Linked DNA regions of Sus scrofa: all the other regions are linked to region 2. Evidence: chromatin contacts called from public HiChIP or PLAC-seq data. All regions are on one chromosome and are shown on one strand. Each heading gives the region's core, a stretch centred on a gene start, on an enhancer-like site or on the middle of the called end of the contact. The rest is flanking DNA. Distances are from core to core; before and after follow the strand shown.

The links. HiChIP or PLAC-seq counts read pairs in DNA pulled down with a chosen protein or histone mark.
Region 1: an H3K27ac HiChIP or PLAC-seq map of alveolar macrophages shows a contact between it and region 2. The contact joins two enhancer-like sites. A contact is called at or near these places in 2 of 47 Hi-C or Micro-C datasets (embryonic fibroblasts and fetal heart ventricle) and 2 of 2 datasets of contacts at active chromatin or transcription factors (alveolar macrophages and skeletal muscle).
Region 3: a contact with region 2 is called in an H3K27ac HiChIP or PLAC-seq map of alveolar macrophages. The contact joins two enhancer-like sites. A contact is called at or near these places in 3 of 47 Hi-C or Micro-C datasets (embryonic fibroblasts, fetal heart ventricle and heart right ventricle) and 2 of 2 datasets of contacts at active chromatin or transcription factors (alveolar macrophages and skeletal muscle).

The regions. Positions count from the first base shown.
Region 1 is chr11:47,834,789-47,838,470 of Sscrofa11.1, forward strand. The region is part of intron 2 of UCHL3 (ubiquitin C-terminal hydrolase L3); the gene reads left to right. Among named protein-coding and RNA genes, the nearest start is that of UCHL3, 7.5 kb to the left of the region's middle. Within about 2 kb of position 1,828, at least 3 of the 83 cell types and tissues checked have an H3K27ac peak or open chromatin away from gene starts, as enhancers often do. A contact at or near this core is called in alveolar macrophages, where this site is marked.
Region 2 is chr11:47,641,773-47,645,704 of Sscrofa11.1, forward strand. All of the region lies in intron 1 of TBC1D4 (TBC1 domain family member 4), which reads right to left. Among named protein-coding and RNA genes, the nearest start is that of TBC1D4, 120 kb to the right of the region's middle. Within about 2 kb of position 2,304, at least 4 of the 83 cell types and tissues checked have an H3K27ac peak or open chromatin away from gene starts, as enhancers often do. A contact at or near this core is called in alveolar macrophages, where this site is marked.
Region 3 is chr11:47,809,472-47,813,072 of Sscrofa11.1, forward strand. The region is part of intron 2 of COMMD6 (COMM domain containing 6); the gene reads right to left. Among named protein-coding and RNA genes, the nearest start is that of COMMD6, 7.3 kb to the right of the region's middle. Within about 2 kb of position 2,035, at least 3 of the 83 cell types and tissues checked have an H3K27ac peak or open chromatin away from gene starts, as enhancers often do. A contact at or near this core is called in alveolar macrophages, where this site is marked.

The DNA.
Region 1 (3,682 bases), core at 578-3,077, 190 kb after region 2:
ATTTTACCATAACTGTTGAATTTAGCTTAGCTGCTCAAGTGTTGGGAAAAGAATTAGAAGTCATCCGATGGACTCTTGCTATAGAGAAACATCTGTCAGTTTGTGTTTCTCAGCTTGGGAAAAACACCCGCCTCAGCCTGTCCTCCTCTGGTTCCTATCTCCTCTCTGTTTCCCCGCTTTGTCAATTTTCCACAAAGAATTGTCCGTAGATGCTCTTGCTCCTCTCTCCCTCCTCCCTTCCTTTCTTCCTTCCTTCCTTCCATTCATCCTCCCTTCTTTTCTTCCTGTTTTTTTTTTTGTTTGTTTGTTTTTTTGCTTTTTAAGGCTGTACCTGCGACATATGGAGGTTCCCAGGCTAGGGGTTGAATTGAAGCTATAGCAGCTGGTCTACACCACAGCCACAGCAACATGGGATCCAAGCTGCGTCTGCAACCTACACTGCAGCTCACAGCAATGCCCGATCCCTAACCAAGTGAGCGAGGCCAGGAATCAAATCCACATCCTCATGGATCTTAGTTGGATTGGTTTCCACTGCACTTCAATAGGAACTCCTCTTGTTGCTTTCTTATCTGCAGGTTTTTTTTTTTTTTTTCTTCTGTATTCTGTCCTATCTAGTTTGCTTCTGTCCTTACCATTTCATAATAACTACTTTTGTCAAGTTTAATCACCACTTTGGCAGATGCAGCATTCACTTTTCTGTCCCATATTTCTTGACCTCTTGGCAGCATTTGGTAGAGTAGTCCACTCCATCCCTCTGAACACATTATCATTTCTGGGCTTCTGCGATGATTCTGATTTTCCTCCTATCTCTCTGACTGGAGTTTTGCCAATTTCTTCCAATTTTTAAGGAATTCCTCAGAGTTTTGCCCTAGACTGCTAATCTTTTCTATGTATGTTCTCTCCCTACTGATGTTTTCTGTTGTATAGCATTAACACTGTCAGTTGTCACATATATGATTCTGTGTTTCTTCAAGTCCTGACTTCTCTACGAAATTGGAAACTCATATATTCAGCTACCTCTTTGATATCTCCTTTTGGCTGTTTTTTAGATACCTCAAATTTAACTTGGCTGAAAAAGAAATCTGGATTTACATCCTCTCATCTCCTCCAAATCCACTTCCCCAGTCTTTTAAGGGTACCACCATGTATCCAGTGCCCAAGTTGGCGTCATTGATTCCTCTTCAAAAATATGCTGATTTGGAGAGGCCATCCTTATACTGATTTCATTTCTTGGGTTTGAATCTCTGCTCTGAAACCTTGGGCAGGTACCTAACCTCATTGTACCTCCATTTCTTAGTTTCTCATAACCTCTCCTAATCTTGTAAAATTATCATAAGGATTAAATAAATTATTACATGTAAAATAGGCAGAACAGTATGTAGAACAAAGCACTAACTGTGTGAAGTTAGCTGTTTTTGATGTTCCTCTCTTTCCCTAATCTCTCAGATCCAGTAGATCTGCGACTCTGGTAGACCCTTCTTTCAGAATCTGTCCCAAATCTGGCCGCTCTCTTCATTTCTACCTCTGCATCCCACGCCGCCATCATCCTTAGTTTGGGCAGCTGCAATAGATTTCTACCTAGTTTTTCTGCTTTTTTCTTTACCTCCCTAAAATCTATTCTCAAAATACGTCCAAGGCAGTTTTATAAAAATGCAAGGCACATCTTGGGTTTCTTGCTTAAAACTCTCCAAACACAAAATGATGGTCTGCTGCTTGTTCTTAACATACAATTCAGGCGGCTTACTGTGGCCTAATGGGGAGGTACTGTGTATCTCTCTTGCACATATGCTGGGCTGCAATCTTTGCACCAGCCCATCCTTCGCTTGAGTCATTCTGATCTGGGTTGTTTCATGGCTGGTTTTTTCTTGTCACTCATGCTTAACTTGAAGTTACCTCCTCAGTGAGTCTTTCCATGGTTACGAAACTGCTGTCCCTTCCTCCCCCAATCACCCATCCTGAATCCACACCGACATCATGTCTTGTCTTATTTTCTCTATAATACTGAACCATCTTGTGAAGTTATCTTGTTTATGTGTTGACTTGTTTATTGGGTGTTTCCTACCACTAGAATGTAAGCTCTCTGAGAGCTAGGACATGTCTGAAGTACTGAGAATGGTGCCTGCTTCATGGGGGCTCCCAACAAATGTTATTGAGTAGAAGAAGGAATTTTTTTTTTTTTTTTGGCTGCGGCTGTGGCACACAGAAGTTCCCAGGCCATGCAGTGAACCCACGCCACCTTAGTGAAAATGCTGGACCCTTAACCTAGTGTGCCACCAGGGAACTCCTGAATAAATTTTATATAGCTGCATCATGCTCCAGAAAATCTTTCTTAAAATTATCTTTAATGTGGTCATGGATCTTTTGCTTGAATATTTCAGTGAGAAGTCTTCTATTTCATAAAGTGGTTTAGGATTTTTTAATTATAATTAGAAAAATATGTAATAATATAGAGTAATTATATTTATATTTCTTTTTATGGAAACATAGTCTGCTTTTCTGGAACTTCCTTCAGTTGTCTGTATCTTCCCATTGAAACCACACAGAGTAAATCTAATTGCTCTTTCATGATATTACTAAAAATATCTATGGAAAAGGATTATAACAATTTAAGTCTTCTCGGAACTTGCCCAGATTCTCCAGCGGTGATGTCTTCCAAAACCTTATTACTCCTGGTCACCTTTCTTTGAGCCAGCTTCTGTTTGCCATCATCCTTCATAAAATAGGCCTCCCAGAGCTGATATCATATTCCACTCTGAATAATCTATGTTGAAATAGTGCATTACTACATTATCCTGAGTAACACAGCTTTTAAAGCAGATCGGCATGGCATCACTCATGTTGACAATTGTGTAGTCAGTCCATATTATTAAGTAAACTCTTTTTCTTGGTAGCTACGTCAAATGTTTTCAGTATTTTGCCATTCTGTACTTACATACTTTCATTTTTGTTTGTTTGCTAAATATCTATTAAAATTGATTTTGCAGAGTTCCCATTGCGGTTCACTGGGTTAAGAACCCAGCATTGTGTCAGTGAAGATGTGGGTTTGATTCCCCAGCACCAGGCTTGGTGGGTTAAGGATCCGGTGTTGCTATGAGCTGTGGTGTAGCTCACAGACTGGCTCGGATCCAGCGTTGCTGTGACTGTGGTGTAGGCCGGGAGCTGCAGCTCCGATTTGACCCCTAGCCTGGGAACCTCCATATGCCTTGGGTTCGGCCCTAAAAAGAAAATAAATAAATAAAATTCATTTTACTAGTTTCCCTACTTTAGGAGCCATTGTTTTCTCATTTAACTGTCAGTTATTCTCCTAGTTCTGCATCTAGCAGTTATTACTACTAGTATAATATCAGACAATTACTAGGTAATTATGATTGCTGTAATAACCCAAATCGTTAGTAAAGTAGTAACAAGGCAGAGACTTGCTGTCCTGAGGAGGATATTAAAGACCAGAGCAAGTGGCTTTAGAACAAATTTGAAAGGAAGGTAGATTTTATTTTTCCATTTTTAAAATTAATCAGATGTTAGATTTTTTTTTGTTAACCGACTGTCACCTAAAGAATGAGGAGGAATTCATTAAAAACAAGAGGGAGAGGCTAACTGTTTTTGAGATAGAAGTCCAGTTTGCGTGCAGAAACCCGATGGAAAGAGATGGTCGCTGATATTTTGAGAACTCTGTGGCTCAAGT
Region 2 (3,932 bases), core at 1,054-3,553:
AGATTTTGTATTTGTCTGGATGTCAACTTGCTCTATAAATTCAGTGCAGTTTCACTCAAAACCCACTAGGTTCTTCTACAGATATTGACAAACATTCTAAGTTTATATGGAGAGGCAAGCAATCCAGAATAGCCAACACAGTACTGAAGGAAAAGAACAAAGTTGGAGGATAGATGCTACCAGACTTCAAGACTTATTTCAAAGCTACATAAATCAACACAATGTGTTACTGGTGAAAGAACAGATAAATAGATTAATTAAACAGAACAGACAGCCAAGACACAGACCCACATAAATAATGTCAACTGATCTTTGACAAAGGGATAAAGATAATACAATGCAGCAAAGATTTGTCTTTACAACAAATGGTTCTGGAACAACTGGACCTCTGCATGTAAAAAAAAAAAAAAAAAAAATCTAGACATAGATTTAACAACCTTTAAAAAGAATTCACCCCAAATCTAGAAAACCCAGATGATGGTGGGGATGGTGATGCCTGTTTAGATACAACACCAAAGACATGATCGATGAAAGAAATAACTGATAATCTGGACTTCATTCAAGTTCAAAACTTCTACTCTACAAAAGACAATCTCAAGAGAATTAGACGACAGACCACAGACTGGGAGAAAACGTTTGCCAAAGACACATCTGATAAAGTCTTGTTATCCAAAATATACAAAGGACTCTTAAAACTCAACAATAAAAAATCCATATGATTAAAACATGGGCCAAAGACTTTAAGACACCTCCCAGAAGAAGATACTCAGATGTCAAGCAAGCATTATGAAAAGAAGCTCCACACCTTCTGTCATCAGGGAAATGCAAATGAAATGAGATTCCACTGCGTACCTATTAGTGGCCAAAATCTGGAACATCGACAGCACCAAATGGTGACAAGGATGTGGAGCAATAGGAACTCTCATACATTCCTGGTGGGAATGCAAAATGGTTGAGTCACTTTGGAAAACGGGTGATTTCTTACAAAACAAAACACACTCGTTTTTGTTGTTGTTTTTACAAAACTAAACATACTCTTACTACATGATCCAGAAATCTTGCTCCATGGTATTTATCCAAAGGAGCTGAAAACTTACACCCACTTAACAACTGGCACATGGACATCTTAAGCAGCTGCATTCACGACTACCAAAACTTAGAAGCAACCAAGACATCCTTGAGCAGGTGAAGGAATACGCTGTCAGACCTCCAGGCAACGGAATACTAAGCAGTGCCAAAGAAGAAACAAGCTCTCAAGCCATGAAAAGATGGAGGAAACTTAAATGTGTATTATTCAGTGAAAGAAGCCAATCTGAAAAGGCTACCATGTTGTATGACTCCAATTGTATGCCATTCCGAAAAAGGCAAAACTACGGAGACAATAAAAAGGTCAGTGGTGGCAGGGATGGGGGAAGGGGGAGGCAAAAGCACAGAGAATTTTAGGACAGTGAAAATACTCCGTATGATATTATAATGATGGATATATGTCGTTATAAACGTGTCCAAATCCCAAATGCCCAACACCAAGAGTGAACCCTAAGGTAAACTAGGAACTTTGGGTGATTAAGACGTTATCAGCGTAGGGTCATCCTTTGGAAACAAATGGACACTTCTGGAGAGTGATGCTGGTATGTGGGGAGGCAGGGGGTGGATGGAAGTTCTCTGTACCTTCCGCTCCATTTTATTTGTGGGCCTTAAAATGCCCTAAAGAAATAACATCTTTTTTAAAAAAGTATGCAGTTCAATACCATTTGTACTTACTCTAACAAACGCTAGAGGGCGCTTTCCCACATGAACTAGTTTACCCAAGCAAAAAGCCAAAAATAAAGGTGGTTTTTTTGCATTTTTATTTTATTTTATTTTTTATTACTCAATGAATTTGTTACATTTATAGTTGTACAATGATCATCACAATCCAATTTTATAGGATTTCCATCCCACAACCCCAGCGCATCCTCCTACCCCCCCCAAACTAAAAATCCAAGGTTTTTTTTATACTAAAGAAATGCCACTGTTTATAAAATGGCATTACCACTGCTTCCATGTTAGCCTTACAGCATTAATCACTGGAAAGTAAATTAACTGGAATTTTAACTGATTAGACAAATTTGGCAATTAAGTAGGTTAATAAAATAGACTGAAAAAACAAGAGTATATCAATATCAGCCTTAATAACATCTAATCTGTTAGGTATTTTCAAGCAGGACGTAATCCTTTATCATGACAGTCGGAACTAGAGTCATGTAGACAAAATGCTAAAACTGGACGTTTGACAAGTAGTTTTATGAAATGTCTGAACTCTTGAGAACTTTTTGAGCAATGCTTGGTTGTGAAATGGAATAGGCCTCGGGAAAAGAGGCAAGGGACAGGAGGCTAAGCCCAGAGGGACCTGGATGTGACAAGCTCGAGCTGAGATCAGGTGATAAAGCTATAATGTTATCAAAAAGCAACAAATAACACGGGTTTCTCAGAAACCTATTTTGGTTCTGTATTACTTCAGATATTTATATCACCACAATAGCAGTGAGTGAGCATCTTGCAAATGAACAGAATAGGACGTCCGTGTGTGTGTGTGTGTGTGTGTGTGTGTGTGTGTGTGTGTGTGTGTGTGTGTCTTTTTAGGGCTGCACCTGCGCCACATGGCAGTTCCCAGGCTAGGGGTCGAATTAGAGCTACAGCTGCCAACCTACACCACAGCTACAACAACACAGGATCTGAGTCACATCTGTGACCTATACCACAGCTCCCGGCAACACCGGATCCTTAACCCACTGAGCGAGGCCAGGGATCGAACCCGCATGCATCCCCATGGCTATCAGTCAGGTTCATTACTGCTGAGCCACAACAGGAATTCCAGAATAGGACATTCTTGAACTTTTATCATCGGTTACTTGTAAACACTATAATTAACCCCTAAAGGGGAGAATGTCTCCATTTTTCAAATTAAAGTCCTAACCACCTGCTACCCAAGGATCACATGGAAAACATACATATGCCTCTCTCCAAAATTCTTCTGGAAGGAAGGGCAATCACAGGTAACCAGATGACCGCTCTCTGACATGACTTGCTCTTTCCGCAGGTGAAGGAAAAGCCTGTCCCTGCACACTGACTGCTCCACCTCCAACCGCCCCCGCAGGGTTCAGGGAGGTAAACTCCTGAAAACAACGTGAGTCATAATGCAGTGTTGCCCCCAACGACGTGAAAAACCAACACAATGAAATTCTGCGTCAACACTTGCCCCTCGGCGCTCATTCCTTCTTTCCATTTGGGAGTATGGTGAATATTACCTAGAAGTTTCTTTTCTTTTTTTTTCTCTCTTTTTTTTTTTTTTTTTTGGTCTTTTTTTGCTATTTCTTGGGCCGCTTCCGCGGCATATGGAGATTCCCAGGCTAGGGGTCGAATCGGAGCCCTAGCCACCGGCCTACACCAGAGCCACAGCAACGCGGGATCCGAGCTGCGTCTGCAACCTACACCATAGCTCACAGCAACGCCAGATCCTTAACCCACTGAGCGGGGCCAGGGATTGAACCCACACCCTCATGGATGCGAGTCGCATTTGTTAACCACTGAGCCACAACGGGAACTCCATACCTAGGAAAGTTTCTGATCAGAAAAGACCTTTATTCACAGCGGATACTGGCTGTTGAAAGACATTCTTCTTTGTTCCTCTATATAAAAGACATCCCCTCCTCTTCTCTTCTTTGTGTGACCTGGCTAAAAGAGACCACAGGAAGTGTACAATGATGGAGGTGATCTGGACAACCCCATCTCGCTGTCATCTTTGATTACAGAAAAGAATGAGAAGCTTGAGCCTTTCAGAGTTCTGGGGAAAGGACACATTCTCTCTCTCTTTTTTTTCTTCTTTTTTCTTTTTACAGCCTCACCTGTGGCATATGAAAGTTCCCAGGCTAGGAGTTGAATTGGAGCTGTAG
Region 3 (3,601 bases), core at 785-3,284, 170 kb after region 2:
AAATTTTATAGTGAGTCACAAAATACCCATTTTTAAGTTCTCTCCTTTTTTAAAGTTTTCAAATGGAAAGAATGTCAAGTGATCTGTATACATCAACCTCTCTCAAAAGCATTACAAGGAAAAGACTGATTAAACAATTCATCCCAGGATACAAAACTAATAGAGCTGGTCTTCAAATCCAAATTTGTCTGATTCTATATTCCTTGACTTTTTCATTACACCTAGCTGCAACACAATTACCATTTAGAATTCAACTGAGTTCTACTAGGTGAAGAAAAGTAGACAGGTCTAAGAAGGGGCAAGGTTTAGCATCTTCTACATGCAAGAGCTGAACTGTCCAATACAGTAGCCACTAGCCAGTTGTGACTATTTAAATCAATTTAAAATAAAATTCAGAGTTCCCTGGTGGCTTAGCAGGTTAAGGACCTGGCATTGACACTGCTGTGGCTCTGATTACTGCTGTGGCGTGGGTTTGGTCCCTGGCCGAGGAACTTCCATATGCTATGGGCATGGCCAAAAAGTAAATGATTTAATTTAATAAATAAAAGATTCAGTTCCTCAATTGCACTGGCCACATATAAAGAGCCCCACATGTGGCTGGGGCTACCATACTGGGTAGTGTCAACCCAGAACATTCCAACACTATTGGACAGTGCTGTGCTATACTCTATGCTAAGTACTTTATATATGCAGGAACTTATCATGGCATGAGTTATTAGCAAATTTTTACTTGAGAATTCATATTAGCTCTAGCATACGTGGACAAAGTTTGCTAAGTCATTAGCCTTCATCTTGTTTAATGGCAACTTCATTCATGCCTTGATTTTCTTTACTGCATTTATCAGGTTTTTTGTTTGTTTGTTTTTGCTGTTTAGAGCCACACCTGTGGCATATGCAAGTTCCCAGGCTAGGGGTAGAAAGAGAACTATAGCTGCTGGCCTACAACACAGCCACAGCAGCACCAGATCCGAGCTGTGTCTGCAACCTATACCACAGCTCACAGCAACGCTGGATCCTTAACCCACTGATCGAGGCCAGGGATCAAACCTCATGGATCCTAGTCGGGTTCGTTTCCACTGAACCACAAGGAGAACTTTACTTATCAGTTTCTAAAATTATCAGATTTACTTACTCATTACCTGTGTCGCCAAGGAAATGCAAATTCTAAGACAGCAGAGGATTTTAGTTACTCCTAAATCTATTAGAACATTATCTGATGTTCTAGTAAGTCAATGTTCAAATAAGTATTTGTTGAGCTAATACCTTCTGGAGTATGTGGTAACCTGTCTCCAAAGATAGCCTCCAACAAGTACTTCCACCTCTTTCTGTATGGACACCTCCCTTCTCACATCAAGAAGTAGGTCATGAGAGTTCCTGTTGTGGCTCAGCAGGTTAAGAATCCACTGTTGCCATGAGCTGTGGTGTAGGTTACAGATGAGGCCCAGATCCCGCTTTGCTGTGGCTGTGGTGTGGGCTGGTAGTTGCAGCTTTGATTCGACCCCTAGCCTGGGAACTTCCATATGCCTGCGTCCCTTTAAAAAAAAAAAAAAAAAAAAAAAAAAGGAGTTCCCGTCGTGGCACAGTGGTTAACGAATCCGACTAGGAACCATGAGGTTGCGGGTTCGGTCCCTGCCCCTGCTCAGTGGGTTAAGGATCCGGTGTTGCTGTGAGCTGTGGTGTAGGTCGCAGACGCGGCTCGGATCCCGCGTTGCTGTGGCTCTGGCGTAGATTGGCGGCTACAGCTCCGATTCGACCCCTAGCCTGGGAACCTCCATATGCCGCGGGAGCGGCCCAAGAAATGCCAAAAAGACCAAAAAAAAAAAAAAAAAAAAAAAAAATTAATTTCTAAAAAAAAAAAAAAAGCAGTAGAGCAAGAATCTGAACTGTCCCTGTTATTTGACCAGTAGACTATGGCAGAAGAGGTATTCTAGAATCTTTGATTCCAGGCCTTCCTTAAGAGAAGTGGAAGCATGTGCTTCCTTCTTCATGAGATGCTGGCTCTTGGACACTCCCTCTTGGAACCCAGCCACCATCATGGGAGCGGCTGTGTCAAGGAGAACCAAGGTGCTCCAATCACCAGCTCACGTGGCCCAGGGCATCACTAGCATGTGAGTGAGCCCTCTTCACTTCCAGCCCAACAAGGCTCCTCGATGTCTCAAGCCCCCAGCTGACGTGACAAGGAGCAGAAACCACCATCCAGCTAAGCCCAGTTAACCCAGAGACTCATAAGAGATAATTAAACAATTGTTTTAAATCACTAAGTTTGGGGTACTTTGTTACAAGGCAACAGATAACTAAAGCAGAGCAAACACAACGAGCCGAAAACAGCTTTGTTAATAAACTTACTATGGCATATGATTTATCAAAAATGAATTCTCAAAACTGTATAAGCTGAACCATATTAGATCACTGAAATTTTAGCAAATACAAATAATAAAAATTGTTCTGGGAGTTCCAGCTGTGTGGCAGAAACAAACCTGACTCATATCCATAAGGATGTGTGCTCAATCCCTGGCCTCAGTCAGTGGGTTAAAGATCTAGCATTGCCGTAAACTGTGTGTAGGTTGCAGACACGGCACGGATCTGTTGTTGCTGTGACTGTGGCTGTGGCCATGGCCGGCAGCTACAGCTCTGATATGACCCCTAGCCTGGGACCTTCCATATGCCGCAAGTGTGGCCCTAAAAACCGATTTAAAAATTCTTATTTGGTTAGTGTTAAGGTCTCCAGTAAAAATAATACAGAAAAGAAAGCCTTTCCCACTAAACACATTCACTACTAGAAAGTACACAGGACAACTGCCCTGCAGCATGAAACAAGTATCAATTTTCCCTCAAAACGTTTTTTATCCAAAGTTCAGGTCTACTAATGACCCCCATGTTCCAAGTGACTCGGGTCTGAAAATTCTGTCAGCTTGGATTTCTTTCTCCCTTATTCAAAACATATATGAACTGCTAGGTGCTCAAGATTTTATTTCAGCCAATGCCACTGACACTTACTCATTTCTTCTCAATCTCCCTGTCACTAACCTACTCAAAACCTTAAAAAACCTTGCCTTCAATTTTACAGCAGCCTCCTAATCAGTTTCTTGCCTATGGCCTTTTTCAGCTCCAATCCAGAGGCTAGACTCTAAACACTACATATAAATTGACCAAATCTAATATCACAGGTCAAAAACCGGTCATGTCTACTGCCTGAGGAACTAGTTACCAACCCTTCCCTTAGCACTGAAGGCATCGCACAACAGAGTCCCAAAGAGCTTTCCCACTCGTGCTCAGGCTGGACCCATCCCTTTAAACTGTCTTTTAGTTTTTACACCTTTGCTCGTGCTGCTCATTCCTCTTGGAATATTGCTCTCCAACATCTATGTAATATTCAAACCTCCTCTCAAATTCTACCTGCCCTGTTCCTGGTTTACTCCACTTCTCTATGAACGTTCACATCACTTCTGATGCCTCAGGAGTTAGAACATTCTGCCTTGAATATGCAGCCCTCTGCATTTGCCTCCCTCCCCCACATCCTCTAGACTGCAAACTCCCTGAGGGAAGGTCATACCTCCTTAGGTGACTGAAGCACCCAACACACAGAAGAACAAAAGCAGTC